Regions from separate parts of the Mus musculus genome. Here regions 1 and 3 are each linked to region 2. The links are chromatin contacts, called in public Hi-C maps. All regions are on one chromosome and are shown on one strand. Each heading gives the region's core, a stretch centred on a gene start, on an enhancer-like site or on the middle of the called end of the contact. The rest is flanking DNA. Distances are from core to core; before and after follow the strand shown.

The links. A called contact is a pair of places that touch in the nucleus more often than the background predicts.
Region 1: a contact with region 2 is called in a Hi-C map of cortical neurons, with 2.4 times the contacts expected there. The contact joins two enhancer-like sites. A contact is called at or near these places in 2 of 484 Hi-C or Micro-C datasets (cerebral cortex and cortical neurons) and 1 of 9 other capture datasets (embryonic stem cells).
Region 3: a Hi-C map of uterus shows a contact between it and region 2. The contact joins two enhancer-like sites. A contact is called at or near these places in 5 of 484 Hi-C or Micro-C datasets (the HL-1 cell line, adipose-derived mesenchymal stem cells, embryonic fibroblasts and 2 more), 1 of 115 datasets of contacts at active chromatin or transcription factors (heart atrium) and 1 of 9 other capture datasets (embryonic stem cells).

The regions. Positions count from the first base shown.
Region 1 is chr3:21,891,330-21,894,792 of GRCm38.p6, forward strand. Gm31813 (a long non-coding RNA gene) reads right to left here. Exons shown (of 8, transcript XR_001783797.2): 4 at 2,768-2,844. Among named protein-coding and RNA genes, the nearest start is that of Gm31813, 71 kb to the right of the region's middle. Within about 2 kb of position 1,817, at least 67 of the 459 cell types and tissues checked have an H3K27ac peak or open chromatin away from gene starts, as enhancers often do. A contact at or near this core is called in cerebral cortex and cortical neurons, where this site is marked.
Region 2 is chr3:21,478,096-21,481,699 of GRCm38.p6, forward strand. All of the region lies in intron 1 of Gm31610 (a long non-coding RNA gene), which reads right to left. Among named protein-coding and RNA genes, the nearest start is that of Gm31610, 9.8 kb to the right of the region's middle. Within about 2 kb of position 1,281, at least 105 of the 459 cell types and tissues checked have an H3K27ac peak or open chromatin away from gene starts, as enhancers often do. A contact at or near this core is called in cerebral cortex, cortical neurons, heart atrium and 1 more, where this site is marked.
Region 3 is chr3:21,815,042-21,818,863 of GRCm38.p6, forward strand. No RefSeq gene overlaps it. Among named protein-coding and RNA genes, the nearest start is that of 7530428D23Rik, 16 kb to the left of the region's middle. Within about 2 kb of position 2,055, at least 42 of the 459 cell types and tissues checked have an H3K27ac peak or open chromatin away from gene starts, as enhancers often do. A contact at or near this core is called in heart atrium and uterus, where this site is marked.

The DNA of each region.
Region 1 (3,463 bases), core at 567-3,066, 410 kb after region 2:
ATGGAAGGAGTTACAGAGACAAAGTTTGGAGCTAAGACGAAAGAATGGACCATCCAGAGACTGCCCCATCCGGGGATCCATCCCATAATCAGTCACCAAACCCAGACACTCTTGCATATGCCAGCAAGGTTTTGCTGAAAGAACCCTGATATACCTGTCTCATGTGAGGCTATGCCAGTGCCTGGCAAATACAGAAGTGGATGCACATAGTCATCTATTGGATGGAACACAGGGTCCCCAATGGAGGAGCTAGAGAAAATACCCAAGGAGCTGAAGGGGTCTGCAACCCTATAGGTGGAACAACAATATGAACTAACCAGTACCCCCAGCTCGTGTCTCTAGCTGCATATGAGGCAGAAGATGGCCTAGTCGGCCATCATTGAGAAAGAGGCTCCTTGGTCTAGCAAACTTTATATTCCTCAGGAGAACGCCAGGGCCAAGAAGTGGGAGTGGGTGGGTATGGGAGCAGGGCCGGGCCGGGGTGGGGGTGGAGGGTATAGGGATAGCATTTGAAATGTAAATTAAGAAAATACCTAATAAAAAATATATTAAAAAAAGAAAAAAAAGAATGGTCCAAATACAGCTACTGCATAATTTTCAACGGAAGGCCCCTTCAGATAACAGTGCTGCAAATAGTCCCACTACCACCTTCTCCTTTGGAATAGGGTGTCCTTCCAGAGCAAACAAGAGTGTACTGTGCTCCCTGGTTCTGCTTCTAGCTGCTTCGGTCGCCTCCATTTCTCTTGGAGATGATTGAATTATCTACGTAAAGATGAAACAGCTAATCCTTGGGGTGGGGGTGGGGAGAGAATTGATTCGTGGCCAGCAGACATTTAGTCTCAAAGCAACTGGGGACGCTCCGGAAGTGATTAGTGCTAACAGAAGCCTTGGTTCTCCTGGCAGGCTAAATGCTTTAGAAACACCAGGGAGAGGGAAAGAGCTTTGTGTTTCTTCCTAATAAATCTCCCATCTTATTGTCAGAGGCAGTTTGCCCTCCTGGGGGCCTGGGCTCCAATCTCAGCCTTTTGCAACTGAACTCTGCCTTGCCTGATGTCCATTTCCATCACAATGGCTTACTGGGTTCTAAAAGAGACAATCTGCCACACCAGGCTTCTCAATTTCTCTGCCCCTCCTTCCCTCCCCACCAATCACGTCTTGACCTCCCCCCCCCCCCCCCCCGCCTCCTGGCTCAGGTACTCCCTGCTTCCCATCCTTGCTCTTGCTCCAGGGATCTCTTTCTGTAAATCCTCTGAGAGAATTCCTGGATTAAATTTGAAGTAAAGCATTACAAACCTCTAACTCGGTGTCAATTACTATTTGGCACTACATTTTATGAGGAAGAAATGCAATAAAACAGCAATTTCTAAATTTAACCCGCATTACATAATATAATTATTTATTGCAGAAGATGTTGTTTATACATCACCCACGTTATTGATTGCTATGAAAAAGGCAATGTACAGGAAGCCATACAAATTGATCAATAGTTAAAGTGATTAATCAAATATTTAATTTGTTTCCATAAATTTTAGTCCAGTACGTGTTTCACATCACACAATGTAGCTATGAACTATAACTCCGCTCCCCAGCAAGACGCACAGAGAAATGTCTTTCTTCTATTTCTGAAATGCTGCAAGAGAACACTAAAGCTGAGTAAACCATATTTGTCTTTCACACTCCCACCCATCCTCATTTTGCTCCCACTACTAACAACCCAAAGCTGAAACCACTTAAGGATTATAATTATCCCTCATCATGATCGACTGTGTGATGACGAGGCTGCTACCCATCACAAATGATGTTGCTGGAAAGGAAAGATGTGCAGCCCAGAGACATTCCCTGCTTTGTTTTTTGCTTTATCCCCTCCTCCAGGCAGAGGGAGGGAGGGATGAAATTCAGTCAGGAAAACAATTAGCTTGCCTAGCTTCACTGCACTGTGATATCAAATCACACAGCAATTAAGAGCTCCAAAGAGCCCCAGGTTGGTTTCACGCACATTCAAGGATGTAAACCGATCTGTACCCGATGAGCTAAGGCTGGACTGCAAATGAAAAAGTCAGAAGAGGTAAGCAGTGTAAAATTCCATTCTCTGCCTAATCACACTTCACTAATGGTGATATGCGCTCAGAGTACCTCTCAGTCGGTACACAGAACATTTGCATGTCTCCTCAAGCCTTGATAGATGGCTACAGAATTCTACCCTGTGACTTCTCTGGCAATACATGTCAAATGCAAAAGGCTAATATTTTCAGAAAAAATATATATACATTTGATGGTGAATAAAAAGGATAAGTGAAGTGTCCCATGGTGGGGCTACAGAGACGGCCCACTCAGGAAAAGTTCATCCCGTGTAAACATTTGAACCTGACTTCAATCCCTATTACCCATGTAAAACGTCTGGTGTGATGGTTGGTGAATCTAAGCAGTGGGCAAGTGGGAACAGGTGGATCCCTGGGGTTCACTGGCCAACCAGCATAGCCTAATGGGCAAGCCCCAGGTTCCAGTAAGAATCACTGCCTTTAAGAAAAACATGATACATAGCTCCTGAAGAATTAAACCTGAGACTGACATCAGGCTTACTCATGCATGCGCACAAACATGCATTTCACGGATACACAAGTGTGCATGGACACACAGCTGAACATACACAAAGAGGACAAGAAAAGCGTCATCTTTCCCATCACCAAAGTCTTAACTGTTGAATTTGGCACAGAAATCTCCAAAGGCAGACAAGTGCGGGAGAGTTTTAACGGTAGGAGAACATTACCCATCTTCTTCTTCTCCCTTCTTCCTTTTTGCTCTTGAAACAGGGTCTCTACCAAGCTCGGAGTTGTTAGGTTTTTACTATTTAAAAAGAAAACAAGAAAGAAAATGCCTTTATCTTTAAAACAAAACAAAACAAAACAAAAAACTGCCAGCATACATTATAAAACCTTCAAAATAAATGCTTTTTGTTTTAAAGCAGGTACTGTAGCCTGCCCTAGGCCCCACATACAGCCAGAGATGACCTTGAACTCCTGATCTCCCTGCTTCCACTTTCACTGGGATTATAAGCGACTCGGCTTCATCCCCTCTTTCTGTTTTTATAGATTTGTTTGTTCCTAATTGAGTGCTTTTCTCTTAGATAGCTTTGTTACACTTGGACGTGTTATGTTATAAGGCACCAGAGTTCCCAGTACAAAGTAAGCCATGACGGCTCCTTTTCTCTTGCTTCTTTCTTCTCAGAAGCTTTCTCTGTCACTTAACTATGGATTTAAGAAGAAATAAAATGGAACATGGCAGATATTAGTTTGCCTATGGCCCTGTGAATGGCCCCACACCTATGTGCATATGGGCAGCATTAATTGGCCTCAGGAGGTTATTAATACAAATAAAGAAAGAAGGCATGAGGTCAGGAAAGAGGTGTGGGAGAGGAGCAATAGGATGAGTTGGAGGGAGGTTAATGATGGATGGGTTTGATCAA
Region 2 (3,604 bases), core at 31-2,530:
AACCTTGTGTCTTGGATGGAGCTTAAACCAACTACTCAAAGAGATCCAAGGCTGTCACAGAAACCCACACTGTAGTAGGAAAGAAAACAGCCAGCTCAGGTGCCATCATAGCCTCCTTTAAAGAATCCACGAGGTGTCTGGGACATACAGAGAGACCTGGGGGAGAGACAACTTTACTCTCTGGCTCTTGGAGTCACTATACATGCAGCTGTGATCAGGCTAAACTCTGAAATCCCAGAATCAACTGGCAAAGCAGATCCCCAGAACCCATATAAGAAAACCATATAAAATGGGTGTAGAGTGTACATTTTTTACTTCAGCAGTGAATGGTGAAAGGAGATATAGTGGAAGGTAGATACCCAGCTCACTGAACAATTAGTTTTGCCTACTTGGAAATTACTAGACAAATGAGTGCTCCCATCTCAAGCAAAAAGCAGAAGGCACCTGAGAAAGGACATCCAAGCAAGCACACTCATTCGGATTTGGTTGCCAGTGCACCAGCCCTGTGGGCTGCTGTTTCCTTATCCATCCAGAGAGAATCCTAGACCTCTAGTCTGTCACAGAGAGCAGATGACTCAACATCTTCAATCATTTTCTCTAGCAAGGCAAAACCTCTCAAGTTAGTGTTTTATAAGCATGGACAGACAGTTTCCATTCTGGTCCTTATCAAAACACTGCCATTCCTTTGATAACAGTTATGAAATCATCTCTCAGAACTTGGGTATCTTTAAAGAGGTTTTTTTTTTTTTTTTTTTTTTTTAATGCAAGCTGCCCCGTTCTCCCTCCCCCGCTTCACCAAGATTCAATTAACGGGAGGAGGAATGTGGTGGTTTTTAACAAGTTCTTCTAAGCCAAACTGCTTAGAGACATACATTAGGCTGCCTTTAGTAATGGGAAAAAATTATCTCACCATGACTGGACTTTCTCACCTCCAAAAGAGGATTCCTATCTGTCACCTGGACAGCCAAGATTGATTTTTCTAATTAAGCAGGCATTTGTACTGGCACAGGGAGCCACAGAATTCTTCCCTACTGTATCTTCCCAACATATTCCTGTTTGTGTTCATTTTCCATCCTGTTTAAAGCTCCCTAGTGTTGAACCGGGAGGGGTCAGGAACTCACTCTATGAAAACACCCATTAAAATCTCTGGCTGCTTTCAGAAAGAAATGTGTCAACACAGGCAAAGGAAAGAAAACATGTGATAGAAATCTCTTTGGACTGGGCTTGGCTCCCACGTGGACAGAATTTGCCTTCACCAGTTCCCACACACTGTCCCCCACCCCCGGGTCTGCTCTGCTCCATCTGGGTCTGCCCTGCTCTGCTTCTCAGGGTCTGCCAATGCAGATGGCTGTAGGAAGCAGGCTGTTAGCACTTTGAAAGGCTATGTGGCACTTTCTGCCTTTTAAAAAGGTACAAGAAGCTCTTGTGCAGCCTTCAGTGATGAGACCGGCTTGTGGTGTAATTCAGTTTACTTAAGGGAACAATTTGGAGCCCTGAAGAGCAAAGCCCAGTTCTGGCCCCACAGTGCTGGGTCATGTGGCCTCATGACTTTCTTTCAGTGGGAGACACTAGAGGATAAAACTGAAATCAGTAAGAAAAGCTGGCATCTTTTTTAGTTTGTTCCTGGTACATCCATTACCTAATATTTTATTTAAAAGCTCAGTCCCTGCACTAAATGAACGGGCTAATCTCAATTTAGGAGTTGGCCTGCCCTCACATGATGACAGCTAACTGTTAACTGTCTTTAAAAAATAGAGGAAAGAAAAAATTAAAAAGAAACAAAGAGGAAGAGAAGAAGAAATGGCTAAGGGTAATTTAAGGGTTGTGTAAACTTATTAAAGGAACAATTGTTTCAAAGACAAAGGATAGCCTTAAGGGCTGGGTTGGGGATTAGTTGGTAGAATACTTGATTAGCATACACAAATCCCTGGATTCTGTCCACAGCACCACACACAGTGTGGTGGCCAAAGTCAGTAGTCTCAGAACTCAGGCAGTAAAGGCAGGAGGAGCAGAAGTTCAAGGTTACATAGGAAGTTTGAGGTCAGACAGGTATACTTCAGACCCTAACCAATTAAAACAATCAAAATTAAAAAAAATTCTTTCAGATACTGTCCCTTACATTCATTTGGCAGTGGCAGCTCTTAGTAGGTACTGGAAGCCAAAGTTGTCCTAGTAGGCTACACAGCTGCAACACTCAGACTCAAGGTTGAACTCTAAGCTCTTCCCTGAAGTCTCTCCCCTTCCTGATTCTCTCTTCCCCTGGAACCCTGTATCTAATCGCTTGTCTTGCTCCATGAAGTACATTTGTAGTTAAGTCAGAATAATTTGCTGTCTTTCACTTTGGAGGATCATTGCAATACCTTCTTCTCTGCATGTCCAACCTGTCCACTCCTTTATAGTCAGAGAAAAAGTAGCTTTCGTATTATCTTAGGCACTCTTAATTAAATTCTGTCATTTCACACTCTGAGACTCTAGTAGTTTCCAGTGAAATACTACCAAGTGGTATACTACCAAGATACCAATATCCCCTCAACAGGCCTTTCTAGACTCTCTCACATCAGGAGGTTGGTACCTTCCAAATGATGACAAAAAGATGCTTCAGTTAAACACTTTAACTAGAGGTTGCATTGTTTGATTTATTTTGTTTTGAGGCAGGGTCTCATGTACCCTAGATTAGCCTCAAACTCACTACTATATAATCCATACTTACCCTGAACTTCTAATCATTCTGCATCCATATCTCAGGTCTGGGACTACAGGTATCCATCTACAAAATTAGTTTATGAATTGCAGGGCCTTTTGCATGCTAGTCCACCACTCTATCAACTGATCCATAGCTCCAGCCTATGTTTAATATGTTTCTCATTATGTTCTTAAATTATCCGCTATACTTATTGGTAGTATTTCCTCATAAAATTCAGTTTTAGTAAAATTGCTTTTAAATTTAGTTAACAAGAGCCCATCAACTCTCTGGTCTCTTATATCAGATCACCTTTATTATCTGAGTATCACTGATACCTGATCAGATTGATGCCCTCAGCATTCCTGAAAAAGCATCTAATTGCTGGGACTGCCCTCAGTAAGATTGCTTTTAGGTAGGTTTAGTTCCAGTGTTCTTCCCCTTAATGTTATTTTTTAGTAATCTTCTATTCTCTGACCCTCACCATATTTTCCTTACTATAAATTTCTAGGTGGGGCCATGGATCTAGAAGTTGAGCCCTTTGTATTTTTTCTTTTTCTGCAAAACAGATATTGCAATGGTTCATGTAGCTGTGGTAATGGCACCGAATGAAGTCACTCTTACTATGTTTAACCCAGTCTCACAACCCTGTCCTTTACATAGGTCTTTAGAAATGGTATCAGACTTGTGTTCATATCTCTTGATGACTAGATATCACAACTATCATTTTCTGGGTGGAACATTTAGCATACTGGGAGACAGCTGTAAAACACAGCCACTTAGTTGCTGTTTTGTTGCTGTAATAAAATGCCCTGCAGGGAACAACTGAAGGGAGACAGGGTTTATTTTGTTTCATAGTTCTGAAGGGATATACTCCATCATGACAGAGAATACAGGGCATCAGGCAGAAGAGGCATGGTGGCA
Region 3 (3,822 bases), core at 805-3,304, 340 kb after region 2:
GACATTTGAAAAATATATAGTAAAAATAGACCTTTTGGTAAATATGTTAAAAAATGGTCATGTTCAAGTTCAACTCAACAGACAATGATTGGTCTCAGTCCTAATCAAGTCATACGGTAGCATTCCAACCATGTGTGGGGCTTTGGTCCTCAGTAGTCATGTGTGGAAATATAAATGAATTAAAACTGAATGCATCAAAATAAACTTCTAATTGCATGCTTTAAGGTATGCTGTAGCCACAGAAGGAGTGGGCAGATTATATAAAGCATATTTATCTGTTAATATGTAATATATATGTATATATATAATATATATATGATGAAGTATCTTCATCTCCTTAGTATGCTGTGACATATTAAATATCATGCCTTCTGAGTTCCTTGCCATTCGACTATTCCCCAAGGAACAACCACACCAGATTATACCAAAGGCTGGAGAATGGCATGCATGTGTGTGTCTCTTGTATTTGTTCACCTTAGAGCATGCTCCAGTCATGCCAAAGAATAGACATTTCTGTGATCCCAGAGAGAGGTCTACCAGACATATGGAGCTCTGCTCTTGGCCTAGTCATGAATATAAAGAAGACAGAGAAGTGAAGGTTACAAGACCTAAAAATGAGGGATCTGCCTAAGGCTAGGTTCATGTCACAGCAGAGCTCTCATACCACCCTTCCTACCTCTGGGGCCTAGCTGTGATTGGGCTCTTTAGCCTAGCACACAGATTGTCACAGCAACCTGTAGTATGACTCAAACACTGCAGGCTTTCTCTCTGCTCAGCAGAGTCCCATTTTGATTTTCCCTATCCCAATGTTTAGTAAAAATCACAGTAGAAGAGGGGAGGTACATCTGTCCTTTACCCCAAACCTTACAGCTAAGAAAAATTGAGACACAAAAAGAAGGCAGGTGTAAGAGATGTCATTTCATCAGGACAAGAAATAGAGGTGGCAATTGTTTCTATTCAGAGATATTTAGGCCACCCTGACACTCAGCAGCCTTATGTTACTGGGGGTGCCTGGGTCCCCATACCACCTATTAGTGAGCCTGAGAGTAGACACAGCACTAACCACTAGCCCACTCAGGCTTATCTCTCTTGTACTTTCCTGCCTTAGCTTGCAATCTGAGCATTGGCTCTGAGGTGTTCTTCACGAGAATCGTATCCACAGAAGCCTATATGGCTTCTAAATTCCCACAAGACAATGCACATTGTGGTGGTTTGAATATGCTTGACCCAGGGATTGGCACTCTTTGGAGGTGCAATGTTACTGGAGTAGGTGTGGCTTTGTTGGAGGAAGAGTGTCACTGTGGCTGTGGGCTTTAAGACCCTAGTTCTAGCTGCCTGAAAGCCAGTCTTCTATCAGCCTTCAGATGAAGATATAGAACTCTCAGCTCCTCCTGTACCATGCATGGGTGTTGCTATGCTCTGCCTTGATGAAAATGGACTCAATCTCTGAACCTACAAGCCAGCCCCAAATAAATGTTGTCCTTATAAGAGTTGCCTTGGTCATGGTGTCTGTTCGCAGCAGTAAAAGCCTAACTAAGACACACATTAAGGAACTAAGCAAGGTTCATCTCTCCATTTTTAAATTATTATTAAAACCAGTAAAAATTGCTATACAGTAATTCTGGATCCATCCAAGTCATCTATTAGTATTTCATTCCTTAGGGTCTTAACCATTTCCAAATTTTGGCCATATTAATTTCAGATATAAATAATTTTCTATGCTGTCAGTACTTTAATAAGAATTAGGGTCTCGTTACCTAAGTTTAGAAAAGGCACCAGAGCAACTTGGCAGAGATTTAGTTGGGGAAAGCCCTCTAAGGTGGAAAGAGACTGAAAAGGCCCAATTTTAGAACCAAGGATAAAACCAAGGATAAATTTCATGCACTGAAATTATATGTAGGGCAGACCTAGATCCAGAGTAAAGACACAACTGTTTTTAATAGTAACTGTCTCTTTAAATCTCAGCCTTGGCAACTCAGCCACTGAAATAGGTTAGGGATCTGTGGGTACCGCACAGTGGAACATTTAATCAGAAAACAAAGAACTTTCTGGAACAAAGAAGACAAATAAAAGCCTAGACATGAAAATGTTAACTGGCAACTTAAGTTCAGGGGACAGCCGTGTCCAAATTCACTGGGCTTCTGGCCCAAAAAGCAAACTCTGGAAGACTGGGAAGAGTTACATTGTTTCCAAACTCATGCAGTGGCCAATTGCCATGCTAGCTTGGCTCTTCTGCAGTGAGATATGAGAGATTAACAGAACAAACTGCAATGGCTTAGAAACAAGTATTTCCTAGTTACTACATTAAGATGTGTTTCTTTATTCTCTGGAAAAGAAATGAGTATCCTTTAACATCTTCATGGGAAATACTTGGGTTTATTTCAATGATCTTCTTGTCTGGGTATGATGGCACTGGAACACACTGAATTTATTAGTTAATGACTAATGAATCACATTTTATTTGCATGTTTTAAGACAGTTTCAAAGCTCTTGTGGTTAATTCAAGCAATAAAACATCTCTGAGAAACCATGGCTGAAGTGCTTGCATTGGCTTTGCCTCCTTTATTCAGTGTAGAAGAATGATTCCAGAAGGCAAGCCAGCTATGATTGTGTGCAAAGTGATCACTGCAATTACCCTTTGCGGTGACAAAGACCTCAGAGCATCATGCACTGCTAACATTTGCTCCCCTACTGTGATTAAAAGATGACATGCTGAGACTTACATTCATCAGGCGCCATGAGATTCCAGGGTATTTTTCTCTTGTGTAAAATAGACAGCATTATTTTCCAAACTTGAAGTTCAGGTTTAGGTAATTTTCTTAGATACATAGGATATGACAGAACCAGGCTTAACAGGTGACATGAGTGCCTTTACAGAAAACAGTAACCCTAACTCAGTCCTCAGTTGACTTGAATGGGAAGAATTTGCTAAATTATATACTTAGCAAATAGGCCAGAACTATTCTAACAAAATTCTCTATCATGAGCAACAAGATTCTTGGGTATCACAGTATGAGGAGGTCGGCTGTGAAGAGACAGAGAGCAGGTGAAATAGACTTTAAGGATGGAGACACAGAGGAGCCCAACCCACACAGATATTTCAGAAGGAAGATAGCTACCCACTTTTAGATTTATTCCCTCGATTGTTTAAGTTTACAAGGAACTCCATCAAATAGATCAACCCCTATTCTACACTATGGTTGTTCAGATTTGGGACTGAGGGGAGAGCTTTTCAGGATCTACGTAAACATCAAGTGCTCTCAAATCTTAGAACCTTTATAGCATGTTTTGAGCACTTATCATTAGATACATTTTGAAATATATGAGGAAGATGCATTACTGATATCGAGGAAGGTCAGAGGAAACCAAATAAGTACACCTCATTTGTGGAATGAGTGGGCCCATGAATAAATATGACAAGAGAGACCTAAGTGTTAAAGGATAAAAGTGGGGGTGGGGGGTGTCACATCTCTCTTGAGGCAGAGAAGACCTTTCAACAATGGTGTGTGATATGAGGCTTGCTAGAATAGTAAACAGTGGTGACTGGGGAAAAGTAAGCAAAAGAAATTCCAGGAACACCCACAAAACCCTAAGTGAAAAGGAGTCCACAATTCTGTGGTGAAAAAAAAAATGCTTGAGATGTTTTGACAAGTTGAGGGACAGATCCAGCCAGAGTTTTATCAGAAAACCAGAGGGTGAAGAATAGCCTAATAAGACACTGGAGCACAGCTGAAGATTCACAGAATAACCTGGTTCTAGAAAAGAGAATGCATGAACGGTGCTCCAGTGGCACCTCAGCTACCCCAAGAGGATGTTGGTGAG